Linked DNA regions of Rattus norvegicus: region 1 is linked to region 2. The links are chromatin contacts, called in public Hi-C maps. All regions are on one chromosome and are shown on one strand. Each heading gives the region's core, a stretch centred on a gene start, on an enhancer-like site or on the middle of the called end of the contact. The rest is flanking DNA. Distances are from core to core; before and after follow the strand shown. Region 1 has its middle 240 kb from the start of Fat1. Region 2 holds the start of Fat1 (FAT atypical cadherin 1).

Evidence for each region. Hi-C and Micro-C count contacts between places; a contact is called where the count stands out from the background.
Region 1: a Hi-C map of hepatocytes shows a contact between it and region 2, with 1.9 times the contacts expected there. The contact joins the enhancer-like site here to the promoter of Fat1 in region 2. A contact is called at or near these places in 6 of 12 Hi-C or Micro-C datasets (the A7r5 cell line, Schwann cells, hepatocytes and 2 more) and 1 of 1 datasets of contacts at active chromatin or transcription factors (oligodendrocytes).

What each region holds. Positions count from the first base shown.
Region 1 is chr16:54,260,214-54,267,582 of GRCr8, forward strand. No RefSeq gene overlaps it. Among named protein-coding and RNA genes, the nearest start is that of Fat1, 240 kb to the left of the region's middle. Within about 2 kb of position 4,903, at least 11 of the 93 cell types and tissues checked have an H3K27ac peak or open chromatin away from gene starts, as enhancers often do. A contact at or near this core is called in the A7r5 cell line, hepatocytes and liver, where this site is marked.
Region 2 is chr16:54,024,135-54,031,109 of GRCr8, forward strand. It overlaps Fat1 (FAT atypical cadherin 1), which reads right to left and starts at 4,475. Exons shown (of 27, transcript NM_031819.2): 1 at 4,301-4,475.

The sequences.
Region 1 (7,369 bases), core at 3,653-6,152, 240 kb after region 2:
TAACATTGTCGAAGATGATATGGAAATTAATACACATGAGGCAACCCTGCCTTCTGCATGAAGTTCATGGCCAATGAACACTTGTCTGTATTCCTGTCGTTCAGACCTGAAGTCAGCCTTAATATCTATCAGTGTGGCAAGCTGGTGACAGGATCCCAGTGTGGTGAAGGTCCAGTTTAGAAATTCTCTTTGTTCTTTTTAGCTGTGTTCTATGACACTCGGAGCTTTCATTTAAAGTAGAGACTAATATTGCCGCCCACAGAGAGGGTGACCTGCTATAACCTGACCTACATAATATGTTTGTCTTTATTCTGTTAGGCCCTTTCACAGACCCTGGTAGATACCAGCATTTCATTGGAATGGACAACTTTGATTGCTTTGGGGAATCAATAATTATTCTAAGAGATATTTTGGAACTCGTTGAGTAACACAAACTTGCCTTCCTCTCTCTCCGTTTTTAGACACATGACTCTATTAAGGGAAATTTAATCCGTATGTTTCTGATTCCTTTACACTTAACTCATCAAAATGTTGTTTTGTAAGACCGCTTTGAAGTCAGGGAAGCCTTTTAAGTCATTTTTTATGAGACTTTTTCAGGCCTTTTTTCTTAGGAACAGGAAGTGGCATTTAGCCAACAGTTAACAAACTCAAACACCAAAAGGTTCAACTTGGGTTTGGATCTCTGAAATGAGTGTTTGAATGGACTCCCGACATGACCCATCTTTGCTGTATATAACTGCCAATAGCCGTCATAACAGTCCTAATCACCCAGACAACTCAAGGGTCCTAACCAACTGCCAATTCTCAAGAGTTTCTCTAATCAATCTCCTTCATGCTATATTATGACTCACTTAACTTTAAAGGGACTACTTTATTACCCATTCAGCTGAGCTAGCATTTGTATGTGTGTGAAAGGAGGCGGGGAGGGTGGGGGGACTTCTGTGAGAGCTATTTAAATCGTCACTCTCACGAACCTGGCTAGTTAGAACTTTAAAAGCCCAGTTGCTAATAAAATCACACAGAGTTCAAGTTCACAGGACAAGTGAGTCTTGATTGATCCTGAAGGCTCCCAGCCACAAAGGCGAAGAGATTACACTCTGCTCTGAGGACAGATAACACAGATCCTACAATGCTTTAGAGAAGAAAATGCACATTAAAATAAAGAACGAGGCATCTGGCTTCAGAAGTACTTATTTGATTTATACTCAACAGTTGTTGTAAGTATAAACCAGCCTCCATTTCCCACAAAATTTATAGCCCAAACAAGTTACGGTGGTTCTCAGTGCCTAATGCATTTGAAGAGATTCGGTCCAGTAGTGGAGGAGCTTTGAAATTCTCCTGCTAAGTCTTCACTCAATGACTTGCAATTTAGGCAATAATGAATGTGCCCAAGAGTAGCAGCCAATCTAGGTTTAAAGCTTTAACTAAGTAGTTTTAAAGGAAGCCCAGAAAAAGGCAGTAAGAAATAGTTCTAGAAACAAGAGTGTCCGTGAGGACCAGTGATGGGCAGCGTTCCCTTGGGAGGCAACAGGCAGCGTGACTCTGTGCTCAACAGAGAGCCTGGGAATGTGGCAGCAGATCTTCGTGGAGGTAAAGAAACCAGAATAGTATATGATGTAAAGGCCCAGGTATTTCGGAATCAGATCACACTGTTCAAAGACTGACTCAGTCCATCTGACTATCAATGGATCAATGACCTTGAGAAAATGGAACTAATAATAGAATCCATTCCACTAGACTGTTGTGAAGTTTGAATGAGATGATACGTGTCAAGTCCCTGGTTATGCCTTGATTAACATCAACTGTCATGATGGTGATGATGGTGATATTGGGTAGAACTGAGTTGTGTTAGCAGGAAACAGTCATTCAGATATGAGTCAACTCCAGAAGGGAGTTACACCTTGTGCTCTTCAGTCCTCTTAGGATTCTTCATCCAGTTCCATGACTTAAGGTAATACTTGACTCATAGATATAAATGTCCTTTTCCTTGGCTTCTCCCACAAACAGGTCAGAGAGTCACGGTGGCCCATCTTTAGTTTTCCTTGTTGTGTTATTTTCTTCCTGCCCTCAAGTTTTTCTCTCGTGAGCTAACAACTTTGCATTTGGTGTTCCACCTGTCAATCATCGCTTTGCTTCTTGTACCCTTGGTAACATTCTCTTGGCCTTCTCATGCTCAAGCATCTGTTCTCTACAGAGTCCTCTAACTAACTCCCGCTGTCCATGAAGTTGTTCTTCCTCTAATGATTTCATTTGACCTCAATCCTCCTTCATTACAGCCTTCGTCTTGTAACACTGGAAAGCTACTGAGTATTTGTTCTACTCCCTTTGAAAGAACTGAACAGAACAGACTGTATATTATGTCCTCAAGTGCCAGCCTCTCACAAGGCCCCACTCCCAGCCAAATTGAGTGTCTTAGGATTGTTCCCCGGCATAAACTTGACCTTCATCTATGAGAGATATGCAATCATGCTCTGTGGAAAAACAGTGCATGGTATATCTCTAATATTATGTGTTTAATATCACAGCTTGTTTTCAAAGCAGCTCTATCTGGCCAGATACTGGTGAGTGGATGTGCACCATGGTAGGACAGAGAGTGTCAAGCTAATCAAGACAAAGGGGCCAGTGTTTGATGGGTCTATTCAGGTATTTGTTTTAGTCCCTTAGGGTAATTTCCCACTCCTTCGAGTGCTTTGAGCTTCCCATCAGCCATACAGAATGCCAACGTCAAAGGACATTCTTTTTTTTAATGTCATTGTTACTGCTGTCCCATTTTTCTCACTCACTTATAGGAGTTGTTGAAAAGGCCCTGCATTTTTTTCAACGCTGGAGTTGCAAGTGAGCTGTGAGAGCTGCTTTGAGTACATGATCTAAGGACTTAGAGCACAGCACGTGGCCTACTGAGAACTGCAGAAGACATCTATATGTCTGTCTGTCATCTACATGTCTACTATCAATATTCTATAATTTATCTATTTATCTATATATCTTTTATCTATCTATCTATCTATCTATCTATCTATCTATCTATCTATCTATCTACATTTTCTAAATCTTGAATTGGAAAGTTCAGTCAGTTGCTGAGAACTGTCAGAGAACACTGCTATCCTATCTCTTTCTGATGAGGGGTGTCACCCAAGATGCCAGTCCCTCTCTGGATTCATCGCAACGTTCAGATGTTGTCAAGGGGGTCCTAAGGGCTGATTTTGAATGGTACAGATCACTTGCTATTAACCAGTTATGAAAGTGAGCTCATCAGTTGCAGAAACCACTTTAAAATGATATAGAATATACTATATCAGTGAATTTTATAAGGCAAGGTTTGATATCGTTTAAAACAACTTCTCTTTTATTTTTAAAACATATATATCTGTTTCCACCCTCTTCTCCATTCCTTAGCATGTGTATGCACATCTGTGTATGTGTGTGCGAGTAGAGAGGAGAGGTTCATGTGCTGGGGATTGATGTAAAATTTATTTCTGACTCGAGGTTGCAGCAAAGTTATTTGAAATCTGCTGTCTTAGAAACTGTGAAGCAACCTGGGGCTTGGATGGTGATCAAGGGAGCCGGTATTACTGAAGAGCTAAACCAGATCACAGCTTGACAGACTCATGTGCCATGAGGATTCTATTAACCCTACTTTCAGTTGTTCATGTAAAGGCAAGACAAGTTATATGAGGTAACATGTAAATGCCCACATCTAATTTGATTTATTTCCCTCTTAATTACAGAAATGTCTACTGCATATTTATTGAGCGTAAGGACCTATACTGGATGCTAGGAGATAACAATGTAAATGTCGGTCCCTGTTTTCCCTCATGGAACCCAAGACATTTCCTAAGAAAATGCCTACCTCCAATTCTGAGTAGCAGCAGCTAACTGGCTTATTGACTTGGTCTACGCTAGCTGTCAGCCCTCCTCAGTAAAAAGGCTAATAAACAGAAACCAGTCAAATAGCAACTAGAAGGGGGAAAAATTAAAAACTGAGACTGAATGTCACATAACTAGACCCTCAGTATTTGAGGCCATAATGTAAGGAATAAAACATCATAAGAAGTTAAGTATATACATGATGTTTTATTTCTTACATGGAGGGTCTACCTCTGCATGAAGAATCAGAGTATTGCTGCTACGGCTATTGTCAGTGAACATCCTGGATTTCCTTCCTCAGAAGGGAGAAAGCCCCTTCCCTCTCTTGACCCTGATGTAGATTTTTAAAGTCCTCTATGGAAGCAAAGTCGTTTCTTTCCCTTTTGCCTTTAATCTCAGCTCTCACTCAGTTTCCAGCTCCTGAATTTGCTACACTGTAGCAGTTAAAGATCTCTAAGTGGAGTCCTCTCTGAATCCCCAGGCCTAAGCCTTGTATATTTAGTTAACTTTTAAAGCAAGGGATACAGTGTACCAGCTTTTCCAGGGGAAAAAAGAAAGTCAGTGCCAGGCCTTTTGTGACCCTTTCTCAGGTCTGTTTACATTGGAAGCCGACAATATCCGATATCTTTTCCTTCCTCCCTGCTGTGTGAGGTACTGAAAAGCGTCCCCTGCAGTTTGATCATTTAACTTTAAACTATTTATACTGTCTCATGTATACAACACTCTTCCCTAACAGACTCCCACTGCAAGGGCCTGATACCCTCTAAACCATTTTCTCCCCTGCCCCCTTTTCTTAAATATCTTATAATTTAACTTAAAATCATTTTTCATTGCTTCAGGAAGTCTTCTTTTAAACATGATTACATACTTTGAGAATGGAGATGCTTATTTAAAAAAAAAACACCTAAGTTTTAGTATGTAATAGTTGTTCCTCTGCTTCCCGGTTGCATATTTTTGGTGACACATCCATAGCAACGTGGTTCTATTTATAAGCAAACAGAAGGAGAAACATGGACTTTGGCTATCCAGGGCGAACAAAGCACACCCTGACTGTGATAGTAGCCGGGCTAACAAGTGGGGACACGCTCCAAAGTTTATCGGGTTTTCCACAGAATCTGATCTGTGACAGGAAATCCATCAGTTTTCACAACACACCATGATTTGAAGTGGATATTTTAATTCGTAAAATACATTTTAATTTAATAGAAATAATAACCTGAGTTCCCATTCCATGTCTAGTTGCTGGATGCTAGACTGCAGCATTTGAAGGTCTACAAGTAGAGTTCCTTCTGAATCCCCAGTCATAAAACATTGTGTGTTTAGTAACAAGGAAAGCAAGAGAACAATTCCACCTACTTTTCTGAGGGAGAAATATCCCTCGTGATCTGACGTTGGAAATTGCATACTCGGTTAAGACATTTTAAAGTCAGCTTTAAAAAAAAATAAGTAAAAGTTATCAACAAGCTTGAGTTCTATGAACAATCTGAGGCGATAATCAGCTCAACAGATTTATACTGGGGACTTCCCATGTTTGACACTGAGAGGTAAAAGGACACTAGCTCTAGCCAGTGGGACAGGCATTTACTCAAATAAAACAGAGGCAATGTACACTAAATCCTAGGTTACCAGAGGGTGTAACATTATATTATATTGGGTGAGACATGGTCAGTGGCCTGGAGAACTTCCTATTTCTAGGTTGTGTGGTACTCGGAGCATAAAAGAAGGTAGAATGCTCCTGAGGTTAAACGCACAGTTTCAACAGCTGGGCAGGGGGAAGGAAGAGAATTCCTTATTGAGTGGTCAGGTGAGTGGATGCTGGTTCTGTCTTTCCTACTCAATATGGAAAGAGAGATCTCTGCAGAATGCAAAGAAGTCTGGGAAAGAAGGTTGCTTGAGTGCGTTTCAGTTATGTGCTGTTGTAGGGTGAATCATCTCAGACTTCATGACTCACCGTTGGGTAAGCTGACCTCTGCTGAGATGTCGTCCTCTTTGTTCAATGCTGAGCTTACCTAAAGGGGCCAGAAGATAGTTCTGGGAGGTCTAAGATCGTCCTGCCTACTTACCCAAGCACGGGGAAGCAGCTCAAAAGGGAAAGCTTCTCTTTTCCCTACCAGGGACTTGTTCTCAGTTGGGCATTGTTGCAGATAGATCTAGATGGTTTGTGGGGAGCTCAGCTACTGATGCCATTAATTCTGACAGATTATTCATGTTGCTTGGTACAAGAGAGGCTACAGGGTCCAGGATATCTGAAATCATGTATAGATGTCCATCCACAGGTGTGGAGAAGCCTAACACACAGGGGTTGCTTGTGACAGTATGCTATATTCTCTTAAGACAAAAAAGGGGGGAGGGCTGGAGTGGGCACTGTTTTCGGCATATTCCATAAATGAGAAGAAGAGCTTAAAGAAGCTCAGTTCGGAGCTTAATTATTGTGACTAGAAGGTCTTTCCTTATAGAACCTAGTCAAGATGAGGAATTTACATGAACTGGGATGCCATCCAAAAATTAAACAATAACACATGATGACAACAACAGAAACACAGAAGATAAGGCCACCATGGGATTCCAAAGCTGTTGTTAGGCAATGCAATTTGATAAGAAATTGATTTTCAAAGAAATATGCACGTGAAGTGCTTTTGAAATGAACATGTCATTGTTATCTTCGCATGTAATATGCTTTTAAAAGAATAGTATTAACAACTGTGAAGATTCTGATATTTTACTAGAAAGTCAAGCTAAAATGTGAGCGGCTAGAGATAATGGGCCAAGGGACGTAGCTCAGTTGGTAAAAGCTTGCCTGGTAGCAAGCTTGAAGCTGTGAGGTGAGCTCCCAACACCACATAAACCAGACATTTAGAAGCAGGTGCATCATAAGTTCAAAATTATCCTTGGCCACCTAGGAGGTTCAAGGCCAGCTTGGGACACTTAAGACTCTTTCTCAAAAGCAAAAATATGCATTTTAAAAATGAGAAATAAAAAAGAATGCTGAAATAAATACTGAAGAATACATGGGGAATTTCATTTTTTCACAATAATATTAGCATCTAAACTGTGTATCAGGAGTCTTTTGGACTGTTTCTCTAAGCCTGGTATCCACTTAAATAAATAATGGGCTCCATTTTAGGACAAAATGTTGGCAGGATGCTGGTATCTTTTTACAAGGAGAAAGTGATATAGTTGTTCTTTGTCTAGAGGGAAACTTTTTTGGTTGGTTGGTTTGGTTTTATTGTATTGCACTGTATACTAGGCATGGCTATGGAATACTGTGGAGGGCCCTCATCTTTATCTTCCAAGACTATCAGCAAAACTTACCCTTTATTCCACGAGGAGACCATGTTTCAGTCCAACACTGTTTGTTATTCCAAGTGTCTGCTGAAGGATAGACTCAGGCAAAGACAGTGTTTCTCTTTGCCAGATGCGCAAACATATAATCCGCACCAAACGAATTGTCTGTCAGTAAACAAATTCAAAACGTTATCTTACTGTCAAAGCCATGATTAAA
Region 2 (6,975 bases), core at 3,225-5,724:
TCTCCAAAGATGCCCAAGAGCTGAATCTGAGCGCGTACCCTAGAGTGGGTGGGGGTGGGGGACTATTTAAAGGAAATCTTTATTACTTTGAGCATACATCTTTGGTATAAAGTGAACTCTCTACTAACCACACAATGTGAAACCAATAAAGACCTGTGGGGAGGCTGCTTACCCACAAAAATGAACTCAGAGGTAGCCCAAATGACTTTGTGAAGGTCTCTAACAACCTTGCTTCCTTTCACAGTGGGGTTTTTGAAATAAGATTCTGGCTCCTTTAAGATGTTAATTTTTCAAGAAATGGGCACACAAGGGCAAACTTTTTTTAAACAAAACTTAAACTACACTTGTAAAATACTACCTCAGCCACAAGGAGAGTTGCACCAATTTTTTTTAAAAAATCATATTTTAAATATCTGTATATCATAAAACAGGGAGAGAGGCAAAGTTCTAACACCTAGATAAGACTAATGAACCCGAGATGCAAAGTCAAATTACCCAGAATGAACCAATATAGTTATGGAGTACAGGCAACAACTGTTTGTGTGGCTAAAACTGATATGAAAAACATCAATATCCCTTAGCATCAGGACATGAAAATATGCTCTTAAAGTATTAAATATGGAATATATGAAGCAACACAAGTCAGCTTTTGCCAAGGTAAGTCATGTGCCTTTTAAATTTTTTTTGATTCTAATATCTAAGTAAATTCCCAGTTTAAAAAAAAAAAACAAAAAACTCTACCAGCACTCGGGAGTTGCTTAACAAAAACTAATTAATGAAACTATAGTTCAGGCTCATGAAAAAAAATTAACTACATAGAAAATATTTGCGAATTTACTTTGCCCTAACACACAATTGTCTCCTTGTTTCCAAGACTCTGTAATTCCCATCAGTGGGGGGTGGGATTCTAACAAGACAGCGGAAAGTTAGCTTCCTAAAAGAAATCACAGGGAGGACTGTGAAGCAGACCCTCTCTTTTAATAAGGATCTCATAAGTTTATCTTCCAGAAAACAGACAGGGAACTAACTGCCCGGGCGTACACTTCCCCGGAGGCTTAGCCTTGCAAAGGAGCCGCAGTAAACCTCAGCGCTGCACTCCTCCGGGCACAGAACATCTAAGAAACTCAGCGACTCCATTTCAAAGATCTCACGCTCAAGCGATCGGCTCTGCTTTCATCTCTGTACTTGGAGACCGCTCCAAAGCCGAGATGGACAGGAGTCGAACCCGGAGCCCGCAGTCGTGTTCCCGGGTCAGACAGCCTGGCGCTACCCGGAGTAGCATGCTGGCCTGGGAACCGCAGCGCCGGACGCGGACTCCGCAATCACCATTCCCTCCACGTCCCGCCGGTCCCTCCATCTCTCCGCCTCCGCACCCTGGAGCCGCCACTCAACTCTGCGAGTGGGCAAGGGGACTGGCACCAGCCCCGGCCACAGTGCAGCGGGAGAAGCGTGGGAGGGAGGGCACCCACCCCCGGCCCAGACTCCACTCCACCCTCAGCAAACTTACTGCAAAGTTGGCTCCCAAGTAGCGGCGGTGCGTTCGAGCGCACAGCCCGGGTGCTCAGCCCCGGTGCTCAGCGTGCCCGGCTGCCGGAGCCCGCTGTGCCGGGAGCCGCACTGGGCCCGCACGTCCGCATGGCGCCGCTGGCCGTCCAGCCTCGCCTCGTCCAGCCCGGCCCGCGCGCCCCAGCTCCCCGCCGTGTGTATCCCTCCGCCCGCGGCCACGCCTGCCAGCGCCGGCTCTCGTTTCGCCAGCGCCGAGACTCCCCGACTCCGTGCGCGCAGCCCGAGGCCGCCCCGCCCCCGGGCAGAAGCGCCCGCCCCGGGGGCTATCCAGACTAGCGTCCAACGTGGAGCGAGGCGAGCGCCTTCGAGGAGCTTACCGGACTGAGAGGGACAGTTTGGGGACGGTGCTAGAACATGGAGCTGCTGCTGCTGCTGCTCCTGTTGAAAGGAATTTTATTGAGTGCTCCCTGCTAGGAGTGGGGAAATATTTGCGCCCCCCCCCCAAAAAAAGACAGAAAGGGGAAGAAGTCACCTAGGACCTAAGGAACAGCCCCCCCCCCCCACCGCATTCCTTTAGACTTTTTCCCCAACCTCCAGGAAATCCCCGAATCCGCATTTGAATGCCTAGCTCCCAGGCTGCAGCCGCTGGGGTGAAAAACTACAGAGGGTCTGGAAAGGAATGCAGTTTGGTCGGAATTTACTTCCTCCTGAAATCCACATTAGGCCAAGGGAAATGCATAAGTTTTCCCGCGACCTGTTAATTCAGACACGGTTGGACCTCAGACCCTCCCGGATCGCGGCGGTGAGCCCCAATGCCAGCCTCCGAGACAGACGCCAACCACCGCCCCCCCCCTCCGCGCGCACCCCCTCAATCCCCGGGTTTGTAGGACAAAGGCAGCTGAGCCTCCCTAAACGCATTCTCGGCGCTTAATTCTGCCCCAAGGGTCCCGTAATCTGTGAGCCTGGCCCCTCAGCTACAAGTTCTCGTGCGAGATGGGAGATTCCCGGCGAGCAAGGCTCCCCACTTGCAGAACTCCTTCTGGCGGCCGAGCGCCCAGCCAGCGCATCCCAGGGTTGCAAGTCTATCCCCGGCTCCTGCAGAGCTCCAGGTACCGGCTGATGAGCAAACGAGACTAAACCGAAGCCAGCCACGCTTTGGAACGCAGCCCAGAGAAAAAGAAGGACTCGACCTCGGAAAGTTTGTGGGGCTCGAACATTTTAACGCCGCGAGAACGCAGAGATCAGATTTCCCTTGGAGCGGGTGGAGGGAGCTGCAGAGGGAATTGCACGGCAGACAGGGTCTAGAGTGTATTCCTTTGGCTCAAAGTTAATGTCACCTCTTAAGCCATCTTAAAGCAAGGTGGCTGAAAAAATAATGGTGTCTAGCAGGTTACGCTTGGGAAGAAAAAGTAGTGCCTGCATGCGGAATGAGTGTGCTGATTCGTACCTCTGAATTCGTACCCTGCTCACTACTTAGAACACATATATTCACAACACCCAGAAAAAGCAAACATCTTCGTAACCCAAAGACTCCTCCGGCCGCGGCAACAATTGCGCAAAGTGCTCGCAGAGTTACCGGTCAGTGAACGCTACGAAAGTGAGAGACCTGATCTCCAAGCTCAACCAGTTTGCGACCTCCCCCCAGCCTCCCCGGAATTTTAACTCTCAACAAAACACACACACACACACACACACACACACACACACACACACACACACACACAAAGCAAGCCGTTGGGGGAGGGGATGTGAGAGGGCTTAGGGCAGAGCTGCTAGAAGGAAAGGACAATAAAAAGTATAAAAACACATCGCTCCATAGCATTAAATCACCACTGGATTTTGTAAGTCGTACAAAGGAATTCCTGTAAAAAAAAAATCATTGATATATTGGTGCTTACTAGGACTAAAATATCTAATTAAGAATCCTAAATATCCAGGCTTACTAATAGATCTCACTGCCGGTAAGAAGTTGCACTTGGTCGCTACAGGAACCGCAAAAAGCCAAAAATGCAGTCTCCTGTGTTGCCTCATTTTGCTAATCCTTGAGCCACCAACGGAACGAAATGGAGATACCTTTTTGACCACGAGCGAATTGCCTTCACATGAAGAGACGTGTTGTTCAAGTTCCGCGAACATCATTTAAATAGTCGATCTTCTTTGACCCTGTCCCCAGAGCCTCATTGAAATTAGGTGGAAGAGAAACTGTCCCCCCCCCCCGCCAAAAAAAGAAAAATAAAATAAAATAAACCCTTTCCCCCAGCACTGCCTCTACATTCAGTCTACCCAAGCTGATTTTTCTTGAAATATATTAAGTGTCGTCCGGTGTAAATGAAGACGAGGGTGCAAGCGATCAAGCTCTGTCTGGTCCACGTCGTTAAGAGTAACCGGCAGGTCCAAGTTCGAGGTCTGCACTGAACTAGGAGCTGAGAGCGCGCCTTGCCCAATGCTCGGACTAGAGGGCGCTGCGCCACTGCAGATCACCCAGTCCCCAACGCGCCCTCCCTGGGCACCATTTCTATAACAAGTTACACTGAAAATAATGCACAAACGGCTTCACTTCTCAAGTTCTTTTGAACAGTGCTCTGTGTGTATTTTGCGAATTCCAAAAGCTGCGCATGCCTGCCTTTCATTCCCGCGCCCCGTAAAGGCCGCGGGCAGTCCAGTTTCTTGAGCGCAGATCACGTAGGATACACACGAATTCCCCCACTCGCTTACAGTGAAACACCCCTCACGTTATTTTCATTCACGATTAAACTTAAAATTCTACAAGGCATGCACTGAACAAAGAACTCACCACAGTAGCCCGGTCCTCGGTGTTCTTCCTTACAGTCCCCGGCAGTTGGGTAATTCCCACGCCGATTGGATATTTGTTAGGATCCGGGCTCGAAGTACCAACTTTGCCTCCCTTGGATCTTCAGCATATCCCCAAGCAGAGCGCGATCCTCCTCCAGTGCTGGCGGGACTCAGGTGGGCGCATTTCCAGTGGCTCTCGACCCGGGGAAAGTTTGAGCACCAAAAGAGGTGGAGAGAGCGCGCACGAGGTCTGGAGAGAGGGCCGAGGGGAAGCCAAGTTTGTCAGAACATGTCCAGGCAGCCAGCTGCCGAGTTGAGGAGTTACGGCCGGCAACTGCGGCGGATCTCTCTGCCTCTTTTCCCTACTCCTCCCTCTAGGAGCGGCTGGGGGAGGGGAGGTGACGTCAGAGCCCCGCCTCGCCCCCGACTCCCCGGCGCTGACCGGGTTCTCCAGCTTCAGTCGGCCTCCCAGCCAGTTGCAGCTAAGAACGCCCAGGCTGCCGCCAGGTTTCCCGATGCAGTGATCTCCCTGGCCGCAGCCGTCCCCACGAAGAAATGTCCGTCCCTCTCCTCCCCGCGGAGTCTTGGGGCTCCGCCGAGCGCTGGCTTCTTCGCACTCACCACCGGATCAGCCAGCCAAGGTCCCCCGTTGCGCTCGCCTCCCGGGCTTCCACACCGGGTCCCGCGGCGTTTCCCACGCCTCGGACTGCAGGTGATGCTCTTCCTCTTCTGCAGCTGAAACTCGTCGCAACGTGTCCGTGTCGCCTGTCCGGGTTTTTGCTGGGCAGAAGCGCGATCAGTCACTGCAAGCTTACTGGACGACTCGGACTTTGTCGTCCTCCAACTTCTGGAGATGTGATGTTTTAAATTTTTAAACTATTTAAATTTTAAATGGTTCTTGTTGTCCAACGCTGCTTGTGATCTTTGTGTTGAAAACCGTCTTTTTAATCTCCAAATCCTTTCCAAATGCTCCTCTGTCTTGAGACCTAGTCTGAATCATAGATTTCCAGAGGTAGGGGGAAGCGATGGGGGCGGAGCCAATTTTAACGTATCTTACAAGTAATCTGTAGTGATAATGGCTAATACACAAATCAATTGTCTACACCTCGAAACAACATAAATTTGCAAAAATGCAAGCCCTGTTAAAGCTTAATGTATAAATGAATATGTCGCTTTTATATAAGTGTCCAGGCTGTGGGAAAATATCTGCCGTGGGATTTTTTTTAATGCCACTAACATGCCAAAAAGCATCTCCTGAACAGCATGAGAGTCTAAGGGAGCCATTTATGTAAATTGACACTGCCCCAAACGATTATTATTAGATTTGAAGGAGTCTGGGAAAGCAGGGCATGGTGCTGGAGGCAGATTCTATGAACATATTTTCATCCCTTTGCGTAAATATATCAGTCTGTGTAGTTTTGAGAGATTAAGAGCAAACAAAACTAGCGGGCTCAAACGTTAAGGAAAGAGATGAAGAGACTGAGTGTTCTGAGTGTGTGCTTAGGCTTGAGAACTGCTCCAAGCTCCAGTGAACCCCCTTACCTGAGGTAGTTCGGGACCAATATCTGTTGTAAATGGTAAAAGTTGTAAGTTAAAAGCAAGCCTCCCTGGGTCTCGTCTGTTTGCCACACGGATAGCCTCCATTCGTGCAGACACTATGTTTTTACTGAGCATCTTAGAAAATGCCTAGCATGCATCTGAAAGGTACTTCTTACCACTTGTTCTCCTGAGCCCCTTATTTTCCTTTGCGATCTGAAATTTCTTATAAGGGACTGGGAGCCTCTAGAAGAGTGGGGGAAGGGGGATGGCGACCAGAATGAGATAACCTTAGAGGCCACAGAACAGGGGCAGCAGCGGAGGGGATTTCTGAGAGAAGACTGTTCTGTCGAGCAAGCCTGTCAATGCCCAGTCACTTCTATCCTTCACTATGGCAACTGGGCATGCTCAGCACTCCTTCTAGGTGCACACTTGATGTTAGACATTGACCACACATACAAACCCTCAAGATGATGCAAGGTCTCCTGCGGCACTGCTACGTGCACAAGTCAATTTGGTTTGATAGACCAGACTTTAGAGTTGCTCGGGCAATCCAAGGTGTTCCAGTTTTAAAAGAATAGGGAGGAATTTACGTTTTATTGATAGTATTAGTTCTTTTAAAAAAAAGCTCATTTTAAAAGTTGAGGACAGGATAATTTGAACAAAACCCTTTGTTCTAAGCAATGAGACTAAATCTGGAGTAGCCATTGGCTATTTTGGTTTAAATAAAATTAAGTTAACATTCAATTCCTTAATCTTTCAAACTATGTATCATATATTGACTACCCACATCTGGTTAGTGGCTGTTCATGTCAAAATAAATTTAAAAGCACCTTGATCGCAACAGAGACTATTGCTAGAAATACCTTGCTATATATCTTAAATTTTTTTTAAGGCTACATCAAGCATTAAATTTTAAGTTTCCTCTCCAGTACTGAGTGGATTCTACAGTATGGGAGGGGATGCAGGGCGGGGTGCAGAACCATGAGAGCATTTACTCATTCCCCAAGGATTTCTCAAGTACCAACAATGTGCTAAGTGGAATTATGTAAGATTCAAGTCCTAATAGATGAGGCGTGTTTATGTGATTAAGAAATATTAACACAGCCTTTTAGCTGTTTTTACATCTTTGCTTAGAAC